2 separate regions of the Mus musculus genome follow, and region 2 is linked to region 1. Evidence: chromatin contacts called from public Hi-C data. All regions are on one chromosome and are shown on one strand. Each heading gives the region's core, a stretch centred on a gene start, on an enhancer-like site or on the middle of the called end of the contact. The rest is flanking DNA. Distances are from core to core; before and after follow the strand shown.

Region 1 (4,664 bases), core at 1,096-3,595:
GGATAGCGGGAGCCAGGCGTGGTTGGCATGGTTGACTTCTTTCATAGCTTTTGCATTTTCAAAGGGCTGAAGACGCTGATAGTGGCCTGGCTGTGGTAACACTTTAATCCCAGCACTGGCAGGCAGATCTCGGAGTTTGAGGACAGCCAGAGCTACGCAGATAATCCCTGTCCCAGGGATGTAGGGATGGCTAATGAGACGGGAAATTTAGTGAACCTGTTACAATTAATACCCTTGTACCTTCTGGGACCAGCCGACTCTGTTCTGACTCCTGAGAAAACCAGGGGGTTCCTGTGTTTGTTTTTCTGCTATGCAGAAATTGGAGGTAGTCGGTTGTGGTGGCACACGCTGGTAGGATTTGCTGAAGGGAGGCAGAGGCAGGAGGATCACGAGTTCGAGGCCAGCCTGGGCTACACATTAAAAGAAAGAAATCTGGGGGTAATCCTTAACTACTTGTCCGCGCCCCCCACCCCTGGCAAGCTTTTGAATGCTCTTGTAGCTTCATGGAGAGCAGCTGTGCTGACAGAGACCACCTGCCCTAAAGGTAGTTCGTGAAAACCTTAGCAAAGTAGTGACAGCACCGTAGGCACCTGACAGTAAGGGAGCTAGATCTTTCTCCTTTCCTAGCCACCTGTGGTTGGCTCTCCTACGGTCACACGGAGCAAGTGTGGGGCTGAGAGGTCGTGAGTCTGGCTTGGCCTTGACACTGACAGACTTCTGATAGCCATCTGGATTGTAGCATCCCTGCCTTCATGTATCCCAGGACAACCTTCAGCTTCTGATCTTCCTGCATCTACTGACCATGTGCCACCCAGCTAAGGGTCATCTTATTCTGCAACACCTGCAGGGTCCCTGAGAAGTCCTTAGTCCTCTTCCCAGGCAGCAGGTGTCATCTGCATTAGTTGAGTGTTTTCTCCTAACTGGCCTGGCTTTAGAGTTAGTTAATAAATTCAAAATCCCTTTGCATCATAATAACAAACCATTGCCTGGCAAAATAACCACCCCAAGGTTTGTGATAACCCTTTTCTGAAATGAGAACACTCAGTCTTTGTGAGGAAGTTTTGTCAACACAAAAGCCCTTTAGCCCGTCCCTTCCTACCAGGAATGGTGTGAGTAGACCTATTCCTAGTAGCCCATTCTGCACCCCACCCCCCACAAAAGCAATCGCTTGTCTCCATGCCTAAGATCAGAAGCTTGATCATTCTGTGGTGGTCATTAGTAACAGCTAGACATAGCAGCATAGCGGCATACCTGTACTCCTGGAACATGGGAGGTAGAGACAGGAGGGTTAGGAATTTAAGGTTGGCTTCAGGTCTGTAAAGATTGTTGCCAACCTGGGTTATGAGGGAAGGTCTCAAGGGGCTGAAGCATTAAATGCCCAGGTAAAAGTGGATGCTGGGCTGGGTAAGGAGACAAGGCTTCTATTGTCCTACTCTGCATCCTGCTCCTTTTGAAATGCAAGAAAGGAAATGAGGGTCTGTAGTGCACAAACAGCGACTTAGAACTGTTTGTAACAACAGTTCTAGCGCTTGACTCTTCTGACTCTTTGGATACCAGATATGGGTGTTGTGCAGATACTTGCAAGCAAAACACCCGTGTACATGAATTTAAAGGGTGATATAAGAAGCCTCCATATTCAGATGAATACAGCTTTTAAAAAGGAAAGCCAAAATTTGAATATGTTGGTGTTTATACTGAGGATTTAAAGTCAAATTGATGTTCTCCATCCAGACCAAATTATGTGTGGTCATGGTATGGGAGCAGTGGTGGTAGCATCAGTGAAGCAGGTGTCTTTTCTGCACTTAAGGGTGTGTACGGCAGTCATGGCAATGGTCTTTATGGCTCTGCTTGGCTTTGGAGACAAATTACCAAAACAGTAGGAAAGAGGCATGAAGAAGCCATTGCCATACAAAGCATGTGTAGCGCCCAGATGGCGCATGATGTGAATAGAGGACACGTGGAAGCTATAGATAGGCAGTGGTGGTTTCCTTGTTCTAGTTCTCATATCACTTCATGCACGCACACACCATACATTTGACACTGCTTGCCAGATCCTTTCATGCTGGAGTCGCCAGTGACTAACTCGGGGGACACACAGATTTGATGCTAAATCTTGTTCTTCTCACCACAGAATGGGCATTGCCCAATTACTCTGTTCTCAGTGTTAGGGAGGAGCAGAAGGCCAGAGGTTGGTTGGTTTGCTTGCTTGCTTGCTTGCTTGCTTGCTTGCTTAGTACCAAATTGGTGCTGGATATATAGCTCACTGACATCACTTTACTTGCATGCACAAGGCCCTGGGTTCAGTTTCAGACAACTTAAACAAAATTGAAAAAAGTGGTAGCAGAATTTCTCTGCAGGGAGGGGAGAAGATAGTTGAGGAAGGAAATATTTCACATTCGCTTGTTTGTTCTACTGATCAAAACAGAATTTAAAAGGATAGTTACGGGTGGGAAATAGGGTAGATAGAAGGATTTGGTTGGTTAGTTGGTTCTAGACAGGGATTACAGACATAAGCTACCATAACCAGCAAATACAATTATTTTGCAGTACTAGGAATTGAACCTGAAGTCTCACTCATTTTAGGCAAGTGCTCTCCCTAACTCTTAAGTGTTTTACCATAAGTAGGAAAAGACTTTATTGTGACCATGCCCTAGCATGAAAGGACTTACATAGGATCTCCTGTGTGGTAGGAACTTCCACCAACATCCACTTTTGACAACTACCACCCAGGAATTGAAGAGAGAAATAGGTATTATATCTGGGTAAGCAAGCCCCCTCTTGACTGGAACTCCAAACTAGGACACGTATGTCTGGTTGCCACTCTCTAGATGTCATACAGACCCTACATAGCCACCTCCGAGCCAGGATATAAGAGCCTAGCTGCTGGAATTTTGTCAGCCTTGAGGGGACTCTAAGCTGCAACCATACTTGTGAGAGAAAAGGAGTGTTGAACCAAGGCAACTCACTAGAAGACAGGTATGAGACAGATTAAATGATGGTCCTCCATCTTGTTCATATTTGGTCACTGACAGAAGACTATCAACACCAGCATCGCCCTTGGACTAACCCTTGGACTGAGCTGAACATGATCATTTAGGTCGATAATAAAACATCAATATGTAGGCTATTTGGAGGCGGGGAAAGCCAGGTGACTAAGCTGTAGTTCTGCCTCCCTTCCAACAGGTCTCCCAGTAAGCAGTGAACCTGGGTTAGGAACAGAGACCTCTCTCTCCACGTTGCATGTGCACCTGGCAGTGATCTAGACCTCTTGGTTTAACCAGGAACTTGGGTTTGGGTAGTACTGGTCACCTGCGGAAGGCCGCCCTGGATTTAGAAAACGCAAGGTGGAGTCCAAATACTGGGGACCGGATAACACGTTGGGTGGACCTGGCTGTGCAAGATTTAAACTAATGGCTTTGGCTGTGGACAGATTAGGTCTGATCCAATTAGAGCCTAGGCCGTAGTATTCGCCTCCTTGCCAGGCTCTGTCGATGTTCTCCCTGCTCTCCGGAAGAAGACTTAGAGTCGGACTGGAGAACCTTCTGGACACCGAATTCTGGATTGGCACCGGACAGTCCGTGCCCCGGGCTCCGCTCTCTCCACACTGGGGGCGCGGGCTTCCGCCCCCTGTGGCCCTTCCGAGCCCCGCCCCGAGCCTGCGGGTGTCGGAGCCCGCGACGTCCCCGCCTCCCCTGCGCGCGCGTGGCGGGTGGGTTCCTCGCAGGTCCGCGGCCCAGCGCGCTCAGCACTGGAAGCGCAAGCGGGCCCCGTGGGCTGCCGCCGGTGCACCTGTCGGCTTCCCCCAGTGGCTCTGCTGCCGCCCCTGCGCGCCGCGCTTGCATCGCTCTCCACGTCCCGTGCCAGAGGGGTCTGACTGTCCCCTGGCGAGGAAGACCGAGAGGGGCCGGCGTCAACGCGACGTGCTGCGGGGCGGGCGGAGTGGGGGCGGCGCCGAACGCGGCAGCGGCAAGCGGCAGCGGCGGCGCGGGAGGCGGGGAGGCGCGGCGCTCGGAGGACAGCGGCTGACGGCGGCATGCGGCGGCTCATGCTGCCCACCGTGGGCTGAGGCGGCCGCACACGGGCGGCAGGCGCAGCGGCCGGGCAAGCCGAGGGCGCAGCCAAGCCGCGCGCACCGCGCACAGCGGCAGGGGCTCCGCGCAATGGGCCGAGCTGGAGGCGGGGGCCCGGACTGGGGGCCGCCGCCAGTGCTGCTGCTTCTGGGGGTCACGCTGGTGCTCACCGCTGGGGCCGTACCGGGTAGGTATCCACCCGGACCGGGACCCCAGCCAGCCCCTTGCGCCCCACCCCATGCCAGGGTCTCGCTGACTTCAGGTCCAGGTGGAGTCCCCAAGCCCTGACAAGGGGGCGGGGCACCGCCTGGCCTACAGCCCGGGACCCGGCGGGAAAGGGGAGGAGGAGAGGACCTGTAGGGGGTGGAGGACACAGGCCAACGGGGAGCAGCCCATAGCCTGTGAACAGACAGCAGGGTGGGCTAGGGTGGGGGTGGGGTCTTGAGGTAGGGGCGGGGTCTGATCGGGGGCGGGGGGCCTAGATGCGATTTGTGGGCGAGGCTGCGGGACGGGGCGGGGTCCGGAAGATGAGGCAAGGATGAGCCAAAGTTGGGGGAGTACCCTGACCTCGTCTCGCAGACTGCGGGTGCTATT
Region 2 (4,664 bases), core at 709-3,208, 500 kb after region 1:
TTAGACAGCTGTGCTTCCCTCGGAGTCATGTGCGGATGCAGAGCTTCAATCACATGTGAACTCGAGTACACACAACCCTACGGACTGACTCAGATGCCCATAAAGCCTTGTGCCGATAAACATTCAGGCACACACTGAGGAAGGATATTGTACCCAACAGCCACATGCACATATATGTGTACACACACAGAAGTCACTGAGGGAAGTTCAGCAAATAGCTCTCTCCCCCGTGTCCGGAGCACCTCCTGAACAGTCTCTGGCTTTGATTGTCCTTTGCTGGACTAGAATCGAGGCTATGGGCACAGGAGGAGGACATCAAACTGCTAGGGTGTCAGGCAAATGTTTCTCTCGTGCTCTCTGTTCACAGATGGGCAACTGAGGTGTGCAGAAAGAGAGTCGAAGGTCACACAGCTGTAGGCTGAGCTGGGGGAGCCCCACAGCTCCTGTGTCCTCGAATGTGAGACACATGCACATATATGTGTACACACACAGAAGTCACTGAGGAAAGTTCAGCAAATAGCTCTCTCCCCCGTGTCCGGAGCACCTCCGGACTGTCCTATGAAGGAAGCTACTTGCTCTGTCTCTCTAGACCTTGGTCAGGGGTGGAGTACGGGGTGGGGGGCAACAAGACCTCAAAGTCAGGCACAAAAACTGATTCAAGAATAGGTTAGGCACTTGGGATGGGACCACTAAGGGAATGAGAGGACAGAAAATCTCCCCTCTCTGAGAAATGGCTAACAGACCCTAGCCCAAGATGAGGTCGAGTTCCAGCTTTCTAGTTGTCTTCTGTTCTGAGTCTCTTTCCGCTGGGGTCCAGAGCTCTCATCCTAACCCCTTTCTTTGTCTGTCTGGCCCTCTCCACTAGTCTGTTTCTTGGTATTCACCCTCAGACCACGCACAGTACCCCCCAAAGATCAGCACACTCATGTCCCACAGCACATATCTTCTGCAAGGTGTGCTATGAGATCAGTGTCTTTTGGAAGACCTCTGTACCACACCCACCTCCCTGGGCAAACCGATTTCCACTTTGGGTAAAGCGGTCCCATTCATGCATACATCTGTGCATCTGTAGGATCCAGAGAACTGAGGAGGGCTCTAAATCCTACCCTCAAGTCTAAGTGATTTCTGACTTCTTGCACACAGCTTTGAGCACCGGGTGCAAACAAAACTTGCAAAAACGGAGCTCCCCCCGCCCCCAGCGCAGTGTGTGATACTCCACACCCAGAACCCGCTGAATCGCACAGTTACCACTGAAAAAGATACATACGACCAGAGCCATATGCTCACAGAAGCATGGTGTAGGGGAACTCCAACCACAGGTTTCCAGACCCAGGACCCCAAGCCAAGTCTTCAGAAGTGGGGAAACTTCAGGCATCTGGAACCTACGGTAAGACACCCCAAACAGAGCAGACACCAGGGTTCCTGGTTCATGGCTGGGGGGGTGGGGGCTCGGAGGTCCCATCCCAAAGTTCAGACTATAAGGAGAGCCCAAGAATTTGTGCCTACACTCGTCCCAGGAACCCCAAAGCAATTCCAGGAGTCCTGTGTTGGAGTGTGGACGGAGAGAGACTTACCAGCGCATATGCGGAGCTGAGCACTGGGCAGCAGAGAAGGAGCGCCAGGCTGGGTGCGATCCGGGCGGTCCCCATCGCCACCGCCTAGGGCCGCGTCCCTCGGGGCAGCCGCCGCCGGCCCTGGTGATGGTTGGAGGGTGCAGAGCTGCGTCAGGCCGGGCCGCCCCGCCCACGCCCCGGCCTAGGGGACCCCGGCGTCCGGGCGGCCGGAGGCCCCGGAGCCCGACGCGGGGCCCATTCGCCGAGGGCGAGCGAGAGAACGAACCGGCGCAATGGAGAGAGGGAGGGCGGAGGGAGGGAGGCAGCCTGAGGCCGGGCGGGCGGCGGGCGGGCGCCGAGCGCTGCTGAGCGGCCTGTCTGCCTCGGAGCGGAGAAATCACATCCATATGGCTGGGCCCCCCGCCCCCGGCCCGCCCCCCGCTCCCCTCCCGCGCCGCCTTTTCTTTCTTTCTTTCTCTCTGTCTTTTTTCTCCCCCCTCTTTGGGGGAACTGGGAGCCGTGGCTTCGCTCCACGCCCAGTGGGGGAGGGGCGGGGGAGGGGTCGGGGTCGCGGTCTGCGGGGGGCGACCAGGCTGTTATTTTTAGCTCCGCGGCAGTGGGCAACAGGGGAGTCGGGGCGGGGCAGGGGGCGCGTTTTGAGTTGCGCGGGGCGTGCAACTAGGGGATGCCATCCTGACTTTTGCAACCACACTGAGCCCTTCGGCGTTTCTGCCGCCAGCTCCCGGCTCTCCCGCGGCATCGTGGCCGGCTCCCCGTCTCAGTCTGGACCCCCGTGACCTTGTTGCTCACCCCCTGCACCCCATTTCCCATCTTCCGAACCCGCGCTGCGTGCGCCCGAGCGGCACGGGCGTTTCTGCTGCCCCGACGCTGAGGCTGCCTGTCTGCTTGTCAGTCGGTCCTTTGCTACCGTCCACCCACCACCCACCCTCCCCGCGCTCCCCGGCTTTGGCCTCTGCTATTCCAACGGCCCCAAGCTCGGTTTCGGTCACTCCCTCGCTCCCCCCTCCCCTCCTCTACGAAAACATTTGCAAGTTTCCAAAAAAGCCACCGAACTGAGCGGCAGCGGGGCTGGCGACTCCACAGGGCTCCGAGGAGGCGCCGCAGACTGACACGGAGACGGGGCAGCCGGGCCCGCCCTGGCCGGGCCCCGAGTCCCCTCCTGCCCGACTCCGGCCTCCCGCGCCCCGCGCGCCCGACCCCCCACCCCCATCCCCCAAGCCCCGACTTACTCCGAGCTCGCCGCCGCGGCCCCCGCCTTGCCATGAATGTCGGGGCCCCCCCGACAGCCTCCCCAAGCCAGCGCCCCGTCCGCAGCCCCGGGGGGACTTCATGGAGCTCTCGGGATCCCCCCCTGGCCTGCCTGGCCTCCAGAGCCCCCCGCCCGGCCGCTGCTCCGAGACGCCGCCCGCCTTGCGCGTCCCTCGCCTCGGCGTCTGCTGCTCCCCTCCCCCCACGGCCCGGAGCCTCTTCCCCCCCCCCTCCGCGCCCTCCCCGGGCCTCCTCCGCCCCTGCCCCCGCCACTGCCTCTCAGGCGGGTGTGTGCAGGACAGAGCCGAGCCCGCTGTCCCCCATCCCGGGACATCTCTCCAGAGACCCTGCCCCGGGTCTTTCAGCAGAAGGATAAGTGTTGCGGGGACGCAGTCTAGGGAGCTCTGACATCGGGACCTGAGAACCGTGGCTGGGACGTTGTCTCGCTTTTGCTTTATTCTTTCCTTTGGGAAAGCACAGACCACCCACCCACTACCCCGATCTTCCGGCCCTTGCTGATGAGCGGGCGGCCACACGAGAGGAGCCACTGGGGAAGCCTCCTGGTATTTCTCGCGCCGTGGGCCGCGGCGCTGCCCGTGTACCCATGGGGTTCCTGGTCTGGCTATGTGGGGACCCTGGGGAAGCTGCTCCGCCTCCAGCTAGAACCAGGCTATGCAGCCAACGCCCTCGAGTCCTGCCCCGCCCTAGACTGGTCCTTCATCCCCTGTCCCACTCCTAGTCCTGGGGTCTAGCGGATCGGAGACTCTGGTGGTGCTCCTTGGTCTGGACCTTCGTTGGACTCCCGGTTTAGAGGGGTTCCTTTTCCATTCCAGGTATTTTAAGATGTCTCAACCTATTCAGCTGCTTTCTAGGCATCCCTGGTTCTTCGATCTAGCCCCAATTCGGGCAATTCGAGACTACAAGACTCGGGTTCAGCTAGGACACCTATTCTTGTTCTTCACCTCCCTCCATCATGTTATCCTCCAAATGCTGGTGGCTGTCTTGAGACTCTTGACTTGGGGAAAGTGAGAGAGATGGGAGCTCGTGATGGGAATGGAGTTTATGGACTCCACGCTGGACACCAGAGTTCTAGACTTTGGACTTCCAAGCCTACCATCTCCCTGAGCATCAGGTATCAGAGAAAGTCGAGAATGCTTAAACAGAGAGCTAACGGAAGGCCTGTTGAAGGAAGCCATTTTAAGCGTGGTGACCTGAAAATACCACCAGGTTAAATGGCATCCTTGCTTGGTCACTTACCAATTGTGTGTCCTGCCCACTAGGACTCTCCCGGTATCCTGGTCTCAGTCTTCTCATCTGTAAAATAGGGGAGATGTCCACTTGACTCAAGGGTCCTTGAGGGTTTGTGCAAACCCATGCATTCCAGGGGTTTGTCACAAAATTTTATGCAAATGAGCTCAGCGTCCCCCATCTCTCCACTTCAAGGATGGCCCCACACCTCAGTGACAATGGGTCCTGAGGTCTGCTTTGTCTTCCTCAAACATTTCTTCTGCCATACCCCTCTTCTGTGCCCACTGCTCTTGAGGTTCTTGTCCTGGTATTCAAAGACTGCTGCTTCCGTCAGAATGACTGTCCACAGCAGGTCCAGCCGGCTAGACTTTTGGTCTGCTCACATTCACCCCTGTGTGGTTTTTCTGATTCCTCGTCAGGATCACGCTTTGGTACCGAGGATACTTCTTACTTGTGTTCCCACATCTTCCCTTGGTAGTGCCTGATGTGTGATCCCATCTGTCTTCTACAGTCCTCATGCTCTTTGAGAAAGGAAGACATCTGCCCCTACCCCAAATATGCTCGAGTTAAGGAAGCCCCACAGTGCTAAGCTCT

The links. A called contact is a pair of places that touch in the nucleus more often than the background predicts.
Region 2: a Hi-C map of embryonic stem cells shows a contact between it and region 1, with 1.9 times the contacts expected there. The contact joins the promoter of Pth1r here to the promoter of Cspg5 in region 1. A contact is called at or near these places in 1 of 39 promoter capture datasets (pre-B cells) and 1 of 484 Hi-C or Micro-C datasets (embryonic stem cells).

What each region holds. Positions count from the first base shown.
Region 1 is chr9:110,241,438-110,246,101 of GRCm38.p6, forward strand. It overlaps Cspg5 (chondroitin sulfate proteoglycan 5), which reads left to right and starts at 2,346. Exons shown (of 5, transcript NM_013884.3): 1 at 2,346-4,257. The coding sequence starts at 4,161. It also overlaps the pseudogene Rn4.5s-ps2.
Region 2 is chr9:110,740,652-110,745,315 of GRCm38.p6, forward strand. Pth1r (parathyroid hormone 1 receptor) reads right to left here and starts at 1,959. Exons shown (of 14, transcript NM_001083936.1): 1 at 1,575-1,959. The coding sequence starts at 1,649. Gm35775 (a long non-coding RNA gene) reads right to left here and starts at 1,151. Exons shown (of 2, transcript XR_379891.3): 1 at 1-1,151.